Regions from separate parts of the Pan troglodytes genome. Here region 1 is linked to region 2. The links are chromatin contacts, called in public Hi-C maps. All regions are on one chromosome and are shown on one strand. Each heading gives the region's core, a stretch centred on a gene start, on an enhancer-like site or on the middle of the called end of the contact. The rest is flanking DNA. Distances are from core to core; before and after follow the strand shown. Region 1 holds the start of LOC107966262 (family with sequence similarity 131 member C). Region 2 has its middle 27 kb from the start of EPHA2.

The links. Hi-C and Micro-C count contacts between places; a contact is called where the count stands out from the background.
Region 1: a contact with region 2 is called in a Hi-C map of induced pluripotent stem cells, with 4 times the contacts expected there. The contact joins the promoter of LOC107966262 here to the enhancer-like site in region 2. A contact is called at or near these places in 5 of 7 Hi-C or Micro-C datasets (blood, induced pluripotent stem cells, a lymphoblastoid cell line and 1 more) and 1 of 1 other capture datasets (stem cell-derived neural stem cells).

What each region holds. Positions count from the first base shown.
Region 1 is chr1:215,128,091-215,135,323 of NHGRI_mPanTro3-v2.0_pri, reverse strand. LOC107966262 (family with sequence similarity 131 member C) reads right to left here and starts at 3,672. Exons shown (of 7, transcript XM_024356597.2): 1 at 3,445-3,672. The coding sequence starts at 3,466.
Region 2 is chr1:215,020,626-215,027,331 of NHGRI_mPanTro3-v2.0_pri, reverse strand. No RefSeq gene overlaps it. Among named protein-coding and RNA genes, the nearest start is that of EPHA2, 27 kb to the left of the region's middle. Within about 2 kb of position 2,056, at least 8 of the 24 cell types and tissues checked have an H3K27ac peak or open chromatin away from gene starts, as enhancers often do. A contact at or near this core is called in induced pluripotent stem cells, stem cell-derived neural progenitor cells and stem cell-derived neural stem cells, where this site is marked.

The DNA of each region.
Region 1 (7,233 bases), core at 2,423-4,922, 110 kb before region 2:
GGGCTCAAGCGATCCTCCCGCCTCAGCCTCCCAGTATTTAGATTATAAGCGTGAGCCATAGCACCTCTCTCTATATAGGGACATAAGAAAGCAAAGGACGGGGTTTCCACACTCAGGCTCTGGGGTCACATTGACCTGGATTCAAGTCCTGCCTCTCCATGCCCTGGCCATGTGACCTGAGGGAAGACCCTCCTGTTCTCTGAGCCCCACGTCCCTTGTCACAGGGTTGAATGAGAACTAACTAGGTCAGGAGAGCAAAGGCTCAGCCTGGCTCAGGATAAGCGCTCAACAAACGGTAGCTTAAAAATAGATAATGAACACAAAATAGCTCCTGGAAACAGCGTTTGTTGCCTTAATCTGGTCCCAATCACTTTCTTAATGTCCTCAGCACCTCGAGTGCCTGCCACCCGCTGCCTTTCCCATGAGGCAGGATGTGGCTTAAAACCTCTGTAGGTTTCCCCTTCCAGACATGAAGGCCCGCATTAGCTGTCTGCACAGACAGGTAATAAAAATTAAAGGCCAGGTGCAGTGGCTCACACCTGTAATCCCAGCACTTTGGGACGCCGAGGTGGGAGGGTGGCTTGAGGCCAGGAGTTCGAGATAAGCCTGGGCAACATAGTGAGAGCCTGTCTCTATTATAATATATACAATATTAAAAGTAAAAGTAAAAATGAGAGCAATAGCTAATATGTACGAGTGCTTACTATGTGTTGGGTACTGGTCTGAATGCCTTACATGAATTAAGCCATTTAGTCCGCCCAGCAACCCTATGACATCAATACTATTATAATTCCCATTTTAGAGATGGGAACACTGAGATACACACACAAGGTCAAGTCACTTGCTGAGGTCACAGAGCTAGTAAATGGTGGAGCCCTGCTTCGTATTCTGCACTCCTAGCCTCTCTACCAAGTAGGCAGACGCTAACTGCTACCGATGCTGGGATGGGGTGATTTTCCCAGGTGTGGCCTGACCTTGGTTTTGGGGTTTGGCTGGGTGGCCCCAGCTGGGTGCAAGCTCTGGGCTCAGTATGGGCATCAGCCTGAGGCCTGCAATCCTTGGCCTTGGCCAAGGGTGGACGCACTCCCTCCACCCTTCCTTCTGTAGCAGTGCCTACCTGGCCTAGGAGGCACTGAGCGCTCAGAGGCTATGATTAGCAATTGATTGCTGGTGCAGGGGCCAGGTGGGGGGTTCAGGAGCCCACAGCAGCCTGCAGCTCCAGGAGAGTAGACAGGTGCAGGCACCAGGGCCGAGGGCTGGCTGTGAGTGCAGAGACTGAGGCCCTAGGCTGTGGAGTCAGCATGCCATGGTTTAAATCTTGGCTTATACTATCCTAGCTGTGTGGCCCTGGACAAGTCACTCCACTGCCCTCTGCCTCAGTTTTCCCACTTGTAAGATAGGGACTGTGTTCATATATAACCCAAACTAGCTTTATCTGCCTAAAACTTTCAGACTAGTATGCACTCGGAGAGCATCAGTGATGAGGAGAGGGCTGGGTGGGTCAGTGATGCAGCCACCCAGAGTCTCTGGGACCCTGGCCGTCCCCTGCCCACGTGGCTCCCCATATTCCTTTCACCTCAACCCAACTTTCCTGGATGCATGTTGAGACTGTCAGGGGCCCCGTCCTCTCAGGAGGGGGACAAGGCTGGACTATACAATTAGATCTGGGGGGCGCTGAGGAAGCCCAGGCTGCAGAAGGAAGGGTGGAGAGAGCGTATCTTGGCTGCTGTGGCCCCAAAGAGCCCTGGCAGAGGGGGCGGTGGAGGGAGCCCCCGGTGTGGGGTCAGAGGACCTGGGCCCCAGCCTCTCAGGGTGACCTTAGCAGGCGTCTCTTCCTCCCCGGCCTCTGTCCCATGCTCAGTGGGTTCTCAGTTCAAAGGCCAGTCCCTCTGGGCTGGGACCCCAAGGTGCCTGACATGGGGTGGCCAAGTGAAGGGGAAGGGACACGGCCACTGAGGAAACACTCAGATCCCCTCCACCTGGAGCTGGCCCCAGCCAGAGACTGCCTAGAACCTTTGGGGTTTCTGGAGCCTGGTGCTCCTAAAGAACCCTCAGCACTCCTCACTCTTCAAGCTTCCTTCCCCTCCCGCTAGGCTGCAGGCCTCCCGGACCAGGTGCTGTGCTGGGTTCCTTGCTGCTGGATGCCCAGCATGCACACGGTGCCTGGCACACGGCAGCTATCATGTTAATATCAGCTTAATGCATGGATAAGTAAAGGAACCCCACACAGCCTGACCCTGTACCTTCCCCTTCCCCAGCCGGGATTCCACCCCGATACCTCCCAGAGACATCCTGAGCCACTTACCTGAATGCCCACAGGAACTCCTGAGCAGAAGCCCTTCGAGTCCAGAGGATGGGGGAAGGTCACTGTGCTCCTTGCTCAATACCCCCAGGACAAGGTCCCCTCTATTCTGGGTAAGCTACTAGGGGTGATGGGTGTGGTGGTGGTCAGTGGGTTTGGCCTCAGCCTGCAGAGCCTGAACCAAGGCCAAAGCCACCCCCACTCCCAGTCACACCCCCCTGATCCCACTGTGGGGTGAACAGACCAAGGTGGGAGAAGGGCTCAGCCCAATCGCTTGTCTAAATGTTGCCCAACCGCCTGTTGGAAAGCTGGTGGTGATGGGTGGGGGTGGAGGTAGAGGTAGGGGGCTCCAAAGACCAAACTGCCCATCCCCCAATCTCTGTGCAAGACTGTGTGTCCCCTACTCACAGATAGAAGAGGCTGGGGCCTGCCCTGGGCCCCCAGGCAAGGGCAGGTCCCCTCCACCTCCTTGGGTACCACGTGGGGGAGAGTGGAGGGTGACAGGTCAGACACAGAGAGAAAGGCCCAGGGGTAACTGGGAACATCAGCTGTGCTCTGGCCCTTCTGTCCCCTGTCCAAGGATGGGGGTGGGGAGGAGGATTAGGGGGCAGGGGAACCTTCTTTATAACCTGTGCCCCACCATTAACCCTTTCCTGCCAACAGGGTTCAGGGGCTCTGCAGATGGGGGCACCCGGTAAGACGTGGGAAGGGGCTGTGGGGGTGAGCTGGTAAGACCTGTGTCTTGGGGAGGGGTGGGAAAGGGAGGGTCTGCTAGTTCTCCCGGTGCCCGCAGTTCCTCCGGGAAGCCAGGAAGAACCAGAGCCCCCTTCCCTCCCAGGCACCCGGCAGGGGGTGTGTGGCTGTAGGGATGAGAGCGCGGCACGGCACGGGACCCTGCTTCGTGTCACCTGCGGGGCTGCAAACTGGGGCGGGGATGCGGTGACCTCTGCACGTGCGCTCTCTGCGCTGCCCCCGCCCCCTACCGTCCCTAGCTCTGTCCCCCTCAGGACGCCGCGTCCCCGGGGGTGCGGCGGGGCCGTGAAGGGCGGGTCGCCAGCCCCATCCCCCAGGTCTCCGAGCGGCGAGGGGACTGCGCGGGTCCCCGGCACCCGATCCCCCCGCCCCCGGCCGGGCCCCCTCACCTCGCGACACGCAGGAGCCCATCACGGGGCCGCGGGGCCGGGCCGCTGCGCCCGGGGTGCGTGGGGCCGCGGGGCGTTCATGTCTCCGCGGGCCCGGGGCTGAGCGCTGCGGAGCCAGAGGACGCGCGGGGCGGGGGGCTCGGGCGCCCTCAGCTCGGCCTCAGCTCCAGCCTGGGTCGTCCCCGCTGCCGCCGCGCCCGGCTCGCCTCGCGCCGCCGCCTCCCGCGCCGCCGCCTCCCGCGCAGTGCCCGCCGCTGCCAGGGGAGGGCGACACCGCGGGGCGCGGCGGGCGGGGCCCGGGGGAGCGCAGCCGGGAGGCTTGGGCGCACCTGTGGCCGCAGAGCGCGGGAGGGCCATCTCTGTCCCTTCGGGGCTCCCCCACCTCCCGGGGTTGCCAGGGCTGAAGGTCAGGGAAGGGGACGGAGGGGGCGGGGAGACTCCTGGCATTTGGGGCACAAAGTAAACAACATGAATTTAACCACAACAACGACGACTGGGCACGAAGGCTTGGGAGCGAGGAGGGGTGCGCGCAAGAACAACAGGTTCATTGGGCCTATTTTGCAGAGGATGAAAGTGAGGCTCGCAGAAGTTAGAGGCCTTGCCTGAGAGCCCTAAGCTGTGAATTCAGCGACTTTTGACTGTCAGCGCCTCATTCAGAGCTATTGAAATTAACATATGCAAAATAATATATGCCCAGAGGTGGGGTAGAGAGAGTGCGGGTAGATAGTGCGCTGGTGGCCTGGCGGCGGGATGAAGGGTCTCCAGCGATGGTTGAAGAGGGGGGCAAGGCTGCCTCTCAGGGCTTGTCTAGGGCAGCGTAAACTGAGGCACGGGTTTTTTTCCCCAGCCCTGGACGGCCTCTGTAGTCATTCACACTCACTCGCACGTACCTACACACACACTCTCCCATGTGTACATACCCCTCATTCACACACTGATGGTCATACACACACATATATATGCACACTTGCATTTACATACACGCACACACACTCACATACCTACACATGAATACACAGTCTCCCATGTGTACATACCCACTCACACCCACACAATGGCAGTTATACACTCACATTGAAGCACGCTTGCATTTACACACACACACACACACACACATCCCAGCTCCTGAGGTGTGAAGATCCTTTAGCAAAATTTCCCATGCACATAGCACTCAATGTCAGTGTCTGAGACCCTCACTCACACATAGCATCTCGCTCTCTCCTTCATGCCCACCTGTGCATCAGGCAGGGCAGGCACTCTTGTGTCTGTTTTCCAGTTGAGGCAGCCAGGTTCACTGGTGGCAGCAGAGAAGTGTTTTGAAGAATGAATAAGGAGGGGCCAGGCGCGGTGGCCCACGCCTGTAATCCCAGCACTTTGGGAGGCCAAGGCAGGCAGATCACTTGAGGTCAGGAGTTCGAGACCAGCCTGGCCAACATGGTGAAACTCCGTCTCTACCAAAAATATAAAAAATTAGCTGGGTGTGGGCTTGGCAAAGTAGTTCATGCCTGTAATCACAGCACTTTGGGAGGCCGAGGTGGGCGGATCACCTGAGGTCAGGAGTTTGAGACCAGCCTAGCCAACATGGTGAAACCCCGTCTCTACTAAAAATACAAAAATTAGCCAGGCATGGTGGTGGTGGGCGCCTGTAATCCCAGCTACTCAGGAGGCTGAGGCAGGAGAGTTGCTTGAACCCAGGGTACAGTGAGCCAAGACCATGCCACTGCACTCCAGCCTGGGCTACAAGAGAGAAACTCCGTCTCAAAATAAATAAATAAATAAATAAATAAATAAAAAGCTAGGTGTGGTGGCACAAGCCTGTAATTCCAGCTACTCGGGAGGCTGAGGCAGGAGAATTGCTTGAACCCGGGAAAGTGGAGGTTGCAGTGAGCCGAAATCGTGCCACTACACTCCAGCCTGGGTGGCAGAGTGAGACTCTGTTTCAAAAAAAAAAAAAAGAATGAATAAGGTTTGAGGCAGCAGCGTGGGATAGGGCTGGAGGCCTCTCAAGGGGCAGGATCTGGGCCAGGGCGCACTGCCAGAGCAGCTGAGCCAGGGAGTGGGTGCTGACTTCTTTCTCTTTCTCTAAGCTAGGTGCTGTCTGCCAAGTAAAGTCCGGGTGGAGAGAGGTTCTGTGCCTGGCCCTGGTGTCAGCAGACCTGGGTGAATGAGGGCTTAGCTCACACAAGCTGTGCGACCTTGGGTAAGTTGCTTCGCCTCTCTGAGTCTCAGATTTTTCATCTGTTAACTTAGGGTAAAAATCTCACCTCGTGGGATTGCTGTGAGGGCTGATGAAATGAATATATGCAAAATGACTGGCACGTAGTAGGTACTCAACTTAGGACTAAAAATAAATAATAGTGATAGTGAACACAAACAGGTATGATGTGTTATTACTCCACCACAGCTTCCCAACAGCCACAGGGAAGTCTGAGAACTTCCGTTCAACAGATGCATATAAAGCACCTACTGTGTGCCAGTGTGAACAAGACAAATGTGCCAATCCTTGAGTCAGCGCTGTATTCATTCACAGTTGCTCAGAGCCCCCCAACTGTACCCTCCAGGTCTGGCCTTGGAGAGGGTGGCTCAGAAAGGACAGCCTGCTATCACCTTGGATGCCCTGGTGCCAGGTGTGTGCCTGCCCTTGTGTGGAGAAGGAAAGGCGGATCTGCCTGTGCCAGGCTCTGGGGTCCCGTCCTGTGTGGCCTGGGCTTGGAAAGGCAGTGGTGTCCTTCTCTTCTTCCTGTCACGGAGTGACTGGATCTGGCTTGGAAGGAGGGCTCTGACTCACTATGACGCAGGATGCTCCGTCATGGCAGCTGATGCTCCCTGCTGGCAGCCTGACAGCTTTGGGGGTAGATGGGACAGGGAGGACACTTGAGAAGACGACAGGGCAGCTCACAGGGGAGAGGATGCCTGGTCACCCCACTGTGCCCCATTTAGCCTAAGCCAGGGACAGGAGGGCAGGGCAAGGCAGTGGCCTCACCTAGGGTCCCTTGCTGACCCACTCAGAGATGTGGCTGGGCTGGAGATCTGGCTCTCCAGCCTCTGGTGTTCATGCTGGTCAGTTCCACATTGACTCAATCCTCTCCTTGTACACATTGGCACTCAGAGAGGGGCAGGGGCTTGCCCAAGGTCACACAGCAAATCAGTGGTAGAGTGGGGACTAGAACCCAGGTCTCCTGCCTCTCAGCCCAGCCCTGGCACCAGCCTGAGACCAGGCCACGCAGGGCCGGTGGCTCTCCTTGCACGCTCACATTCACCTTGGAATTCTGCTGAAGTGGACGATGTCCAGACAGCTCTGAGCTGTGTGGTTGTCCTCCCTGGGGCCACACTGTCCTTTCCCAGTTCACCCCATAGCCCATCTGCCCTGTGACCTTCCACTGCTCGCCCCCAGGGCCCTCTTTGCCATGCCACTGCTGGGCTAGAGTGGAGAGGAGAGAGTGTCCAGGCTGTGCCCTTCACACCTAGCAGCCCATTCTCTTGCCATGATTTCGGGGATCCAGGCAGAACCCCCACTCCGGTGGCCTTGCTCTGAGCATGCATCAGCCCTGAGTGCCTGGCCCTGATTGGCTGGGCACTGGAGCGTGAAGAGGAGCTGCTGCAGGGTTTGATCAGAGAAAGATTAATCAAGGCCAACCATTACAGCGATGAATCAGACCAGGCCCTGCCCTGGCAGCCCTGGGGGTGGGGCGGGGACGCTGCAGGAGCCACGTGCATAAATAGCGCTGGGTCAGGGTGGACAGTGCTGCATCTCCATGCCAGCCAAGTGTGTGACAGGAGAGTCACTTC
Region 2 (6,706 bases), core at 807-3,306:
TGGCGAAGTTGCACAGCAGTGTGAATGCACTTAATGCCACCGACCCGTACACTTCCAAACGCTTAACATGGTCGATTTTATGTTACATATATGTTACCACCATAAAAACACAAATGAAAAAGATTTACTGGGCCGGACATGGTGGCTCACACCTATAATCCCAGCACTTTGGGAGGCTAAGGCAGGCAGATCACTTGAGGTCAGGAGTTCGAGACCAGCCTGGCCAACATGGTGAAACCCCGTCTCTACTAAAAATACAAAAATTAGTCAGGCGTGGTGCTGCACACCTGTAGTCTCAGCTACTCGGGAGGGTAAGGCAAGAGAATCACTTGAGCCCGGGAGGTGGAGGTTGCAGTGAGCCGAGATTGTGCCATTGCACTCTAGCCTGGGTGGGTGACAGAGTGAGACTCCATCTCAAAAAAAAAAAAAAAAAAAAAAAAATTTACTGGTCCCCTGCTGTGTTTTAGGCATGAGTCAGATGCTGTGGATATAGCAATGAACACAGCAGACAAAAGTCTCTGCCTCTGTGAAACTGACATTGGAGAACAGCAGTCTAGAAGAACTTGCTGTGGATGGAATGATGAATGGATAGAAACATTTTACATCTGCTCCGCACTGGCTGCACGCGGCTACTGAGCACTTGAGATGCGTCTGGTGCACCTGAAGAGCTGACTTTAATTTTATTTCATTTTAATTAATTTAAATTAATTATTTATTTGAGACAGAGTCTCGCTCTGTCACTCAGGCTGGAGTACAGTGGCGCAATCACAGCTCACTGCAACCTCTGCCTTCTGGGCTCAAGCCAGCCTCCTACCTCAGCCTCCTGAGTAGCCAGGACTACAGGTGTACGCCACCACACCCAGCTAATTTTTTGTGTGCTTTTTGTAGAGATGGGGTTTCACCATGTTGCCCAGTCTGGTCTCGAACTCCTGACCTCAAGAGATCCACCCACCCTGGATCCCAAAATGCTGGGATTACAGGCATGAGCCACTGCGCCCGGCCTCTAGATTTAAATAGTACCTACAGAACTGGCCAGTGCAGCTCTAAAAGGTCAGCAGCATGTGAGTGGGAGAGCTGGGCCTGGCTGTGTGTTATTCACGTTCTTGAGCGTTGGCTTTCCACAGTTTGGGCCTCTGGCAGCAGAATCACCTGGGAAGCCAAAACTTCAGATCCCTGAGATCCCAGACTCCCTGAATCAGAATCTCAGAGGCCAGGGCTTGGGCGTCTGCCCATTTACCACACACCCCAGCTGATTCTGATGCACATGAGGTCAAGTTTGAAACCCACCCCACTGCCCTAGTTGTTCAAGACTCCCAGCGCTGGCTGGATGCAAAGTCTTATGCCTGTAATCCCCGCTCTTTTGGGAGGCCAAGGCGGGCAGATCACTTGAGGTCAGGAGTTCGAGACCAGCCGGGCCTACATAGTGAAACCCCGTCTCTACTAAAAATACAAAAATTAGCTAGGTGTGGTGGTGGGCGCCTGTAATCCCAGGAGGTGGAGGTTGCAGTGAGCCGAGATCGCGCTGCTGCACTGCATCCTGGGCAACAGAGCGGGACTCCGTCTCAAAAAAAAAAAGACTCCCGGCCAGGAAGAGAGCTTGAATGAAGTCTGACCTGCACCAGGCCTTCTGGGCCCAGACCAGGCCTGCTTAGGGGCATGTGCCCTGCTCAGAACTTCCCCATCCCAGCTAACCCAGAAGATAGCTGGGATGAAGATAGCTACTTCCGGCTACCAGCCCATGATTCTTTGCCAGCCTGCACTGTTCCCTGAAGAGCAAAAAGACTTGGAATTTCCCTGCTCTATCCAGAGGGGCTGGGATGAGGGGTCCTGAGTTCCCTTATCCCATGTCCTACCAACCTCTGGGGCTCTCCAGTCAGCCAGCTCGAGGCTCTGGCCCTAGCTGGTGGGCAATGGGCGGGAGAGGCTTGGCCCAGCACCCCACCCCACAGATCAGCCTGGTCCGGCAAGCGGAGGAAGGAAGCAGAGGCAGCCGGGGCCAGCGGACACAGGGCTGGGGGTGACGCAGGCCTCAGGAATTTGAAAACAAACACTTCGCCAGGGAAGGAAGAGGCTGCTGTTGGCTGCTGAGCCCGGGCGGGCCCAGGTCCCTCCCTTTCAGGGCAGGGGTGAATCCCAGCGCTGCTGACCGTGGCCTCCGGCTGGACCCAGTGCTCGGGGAGTTTCCACTCCGCTGGTGGTATGGGAAGGTCATGGGAGGTGTGGGGGGATCCAGGCTCTGTCCAGATACAGGAGCATCCTGGCTGGGGTGAGGACAGGAAGGGACAAAGAGCTGGGAAAGCCACGAGACCCCAGGAGAAGGCTCAGCAGCAACAGGATGCCTCCTCAAGCATTTATTGAGCACCCATGGTATTCCAAGAACTGAGAACATAAGCACTGCCTAGCTGGGGAGATCAGGGGAAGCCTAGAGCCCTGTGGCCTTCCTGGAGGAGGTGGCATTGAACTGAGCCCTGAAAGGTAAACTAGGACCGGGGAGGACAGAATCTTACAAGTCTCCCCGCTTCACACTCCCAGAGCCGGCGCTCAGTGAGTGCGTGAGTGAGTAAGCGGCTGACCAGCGACTATGCAGCATGAATGAATGACAGACTGAATGACATGAAGCCTGGAGTCTCAAGGCCGAGACTGCAAAAGAGGAATCCATCCTCCTATCCCCTCTGCTCTGAACTCTCTTCATGATCCTGAAGGTGCTTGGTACCTGGAGACTACGGAGCCAGCCTGCCGGGGTTCTAGTCTGAACTCAGTCACTTCCCAGCTGTGTAACTTTGGACAAGTTACTTAACCTCTCTGTGCCTCTGGTCCCTTCTCTGTAAAGTGTAGTCATCGGCCGGGTGCGGTGGCTCACGCCTATAATCCCAGCACTTTGGGAGGCCAAGGCAGATGGATCACTTGAGGTCAGGAGTTCGAGACCAGCCTGCCCAACATGGTGAAACCCTGTCTCTACTAAAAACACAAAAATCAGCCAGGTGTGGGGGCAGGCACCTGTAATCCCAGCTACTCGGGAGGCTAAGGCATGAGAATTGCTTGAACCCAGGAGGCGGAGGTTGCAGTGAGCTGACATCTCGTCACTGCACTCCAGCCTGGGCAACAGAGTGAGACTCAAAAAAAAAAAAAAAATACAGAGGTAATCATAGTGCCTCCTTCACAGGGTTTTTGAGAGGACTGAATGAGTTTTACAAGTGAAGTGCTTAGAACGACGTTGCACATGTAGTGAGAACTACACGAGTGTTGGCCAATGCTATTACTGAGGTTCCAGCTTACGCGTTCATTGAGTCACTCACTCACTGTTCATTCACTGATTCGCTCCTACATGCCATCCGCCACTTACACACCCCTCCCTCTTCACCGTCATCTGTTAAGCAATCCCCGTGTGCCAGGCTCTCTCCTCTCGGTCCTCCCAGCCCCCCTTTGCCAGTCTTGGATGGTGCCCGCCGTGCTGCCAATTACCCTAACAATTTCATTAATTCCTCTCAAGCCCAAAACAAACAAGAAGGACCTATCTGGAGCAGGGGTCACGTGCTAAGACCAGAAGCAGGTGTGGGACAAACCCTCTAGGACGAGTTCTTTGACCAAAGTTCATCACCGGAGCTGCTCCAGAGATGGCCAGGCCTCCCCACCTGCAGGTGCCCGGCCAGTGCCCCCCACCCCGGGCAGCCTCACCCACTCTCCTCTTTGAGTAAAGGTAAAGGGACTTGCCCAAGGCTGGGTTCTTCCACATCCCGACTGCACCTGTCCACATTTCAGCTTCATTCATGCCAGGAGCCCCAGACCTGCTCCATGCACCAGCTCTGCCCAAGCCCGGAGCCCCGGGCTGGCTGAGGTGAGAGCCCCAAAGCTCGAGCCCATTTCAGCAGCGAACAATTAGAGCTGGTGTGAACATGATGACTGCATGCTGATTAATGTAAGATGGCTGAGCAGAAGATCCCGCCATTTCCTTCCCCACAGGCCCTGGGAGAACAGGTCCCGCTGGGGAAGATTCTGTCGTGTTCTGCAAAAGCCATTTCTTGAGCACGTCCTGCAGGCCGGGCACTGCGCTGGGCACTTGATTCCTTTCAACAGCATGACATGGTGGGAGGACAATTTGCCTCTCATTGATGAAGAAACGGAGGCTCAGAGAGGTAAAGGAACTTGCCCAAGGCCACACAGCCAGTCAGTGTGGTCCTGGAATTCCAATCCAGGTCTTCTCTTGCTGATTCCTACCCCCAGGGATGAGCCAGTTTGACATTTGTGGAACTGGAGAGAGGCTGGGTTTGGGCATAAGGTGATGTTTAGGCCAGAGGGTGGGGAAGGAGAGGACAGCCAGAGAGGCAGAGCCAAGCGCCAGGCAGGAACAATGGTACAGGGCAGGTAACGGGAGCCCGGCCAGCTCTGGGACTCCTGGGCAGGCCCTGCTGGGCCCTGCGAGCAACAGGCTCACCCTGTGGAGCTGCCAGGGTGACAGCAGCCTCGATCTGCTGACTCAACGAGAGCATCGGCCTTTTCCTGGAAAACAGTAGACGCAGTGCGGGTGTCGGAGGGAGGCACCTGTTTGGGAAAAGGGTGTGTGGGAACCCTGTCCTGCCCTGCAGCTCCCCACAGCCAGTGCACAGGTACTTAGCTCCAGGTGCCCCCCGAACCTCCCACCACCTGCCCAGACCCCAGAAGCCACCGGATCCAGGAGTCCGAGCCAGCTGTGGGCTGAGTCCATGGTGCCACCAAGGCTCTGCATGACCAGTGCTGCCAGCCACCACCTCAGCCAAGCAGCACAGCCTCTCAGGGCATGTCCCCACTTGCTGTCTGCAGAGCCTTGTTTTGCCCCACCCTGAAGGGGCAGGTGTAGACGAGCATTGAGGCAGGTCTATGTGACACCACTTGCTGTCACTCTTCTTTGGGAGGTATCAGGGCCACTCTGCCACGGGGCACAGCTTAGGGCCTCCATGGAATCTGGTCTGAAGGATCCCGCTGCCCAGAGGGGGGTCAAGAATACGGAATGGGTTCAGGAGCACCCCCTGTCCTCAGGATCCAGTTGGGGGAGGTCCCAGCAGGGCCAGTCACAGACACTTGTCACACCCTGGAGGGGATAATAGGATCTGGGGCTCAGCCTCCACCAATTTCATCACCACACACCACACCCAGGCAAGGGAGAGCAGAGGCATCAGCAGGGCCTGGCTGAGGGTCTGAAGCCTGGTGGGGAAGCAGGGAGGGCCCCTGGGCCTGTCGGTCCTATCTCTTCCCAATCCAGGCCTCAGCGGACTCCAGGGCAGGGGTGCGGGAGCTGATTTCCAGGTGCAATATTCACTGTCACCATGGCCGCTTCCAGCACCCAGCCTGAATTTCCTAGTGCAATGCTGGGAAGAACTAGTCTTTTTCTTTTTTTTTCTTTTTTTCTTTTTTTTTTTTTTGAGACAAACTCCCGCTCTGTCGCCCAGACTGGAGTGCAGTGGCACGATCTCAGCTTGCTGCAACCTTCGACTCCCAGGTTCAAGCGATTCTCTTACCTCGGCCTCCCGAGTAGCTGGGATTACCGGTGCCCCACCACCACGCCTGGCTAATATTTTTTTTTTTTTTTTTGAGACGGAGTCTTGCTCTGTCACTGAGGCTGGAGTGCAGTGGCGCGATCTCAGCTCCCTGCAAGCTCCGCCTCCTGGGTTCACACCATTCTCCTGCCTCAGCCTCCCAAGTAGCTGGGACTACAGGCGCCCACCACCGCGCCCGGCTAAGTTTTTGTATTTTTAGTAGAGACGGGGTTTCACTGTGGTCTCAATCTCCTGACCTCGTGATCCACCCGCCTCGGCCTCCCAAAGTGCTGGGATTACAGGCGTGAGCCACCGTGCCCGGCCAATTTTTTTGTATTTTTAGTAGAGACGGGATTTCGCCATGTTGACTGTGGCTGGTCTCGAACTCCTGACCTTATGATCCCCCTGCCTTTGCCTCCCAAAGTGCTGGGATTACAGGTGTGAGCCACCGTGCCTGGCCTCTTTTTCTTTTTCTTTTGAGATAGGGTCTCACTCTGTCACTCAGGCTGGAGTGCAGTGGAGTGATCATGGCTCACTGCAGCCTCTACCTCCCAAGCTCAATTGATCCTCCCACCTCAGCCTCCTGAGTAGCTAGGATACAGGCACTCACCACCACACCTGGCTAATTAAAAAAAAATTTTTTTTTTTGAGACAGAGTCTCGCTCTGTCGCCCAGGCTGGGGGGGCAATGGTGCGATCTCGGCTCACTGCAAGCTCCGCCTCCCGGGTTCACGCTATTCTCCCACCTCAGCCTCCTGAGTAGCTGGGACTACAGGTGCCCGCCACCACGCCCAGCTAACTTTTTGTATTTTTAGTAGAGACAGAGTTTCACCTTGTTAGCCAGGATGGTCTTGATCTCCTGACCTCATGATCTGCCCGCCTCGGCCTCCCAAAGTGCTGGGATTACAGGCATGAGCCACCATACCCTGTCAAAAAAAATTTTTTTAGAGATGATGTCTCACTATGTTGCCCAGGCTAGTCTCAAACTCCTGAGCTCAAGTGATCCTTCTGCCTCAGCCTCCCAAAGTGCTGGGATGACAGGTGTGAGCCACTGTGCCCGGCCTGGGCAGAGCTCCTCCTGAGAGCCCATCTGAGTGGGCTCGGGTACAGCACTGGCACATCCTCCGTGTCTTCACTTCCAGCCTCTCAAGCTGCTGTGAGAATCCTGGGGGCTGGGGAACATGCTTACACTTTGAG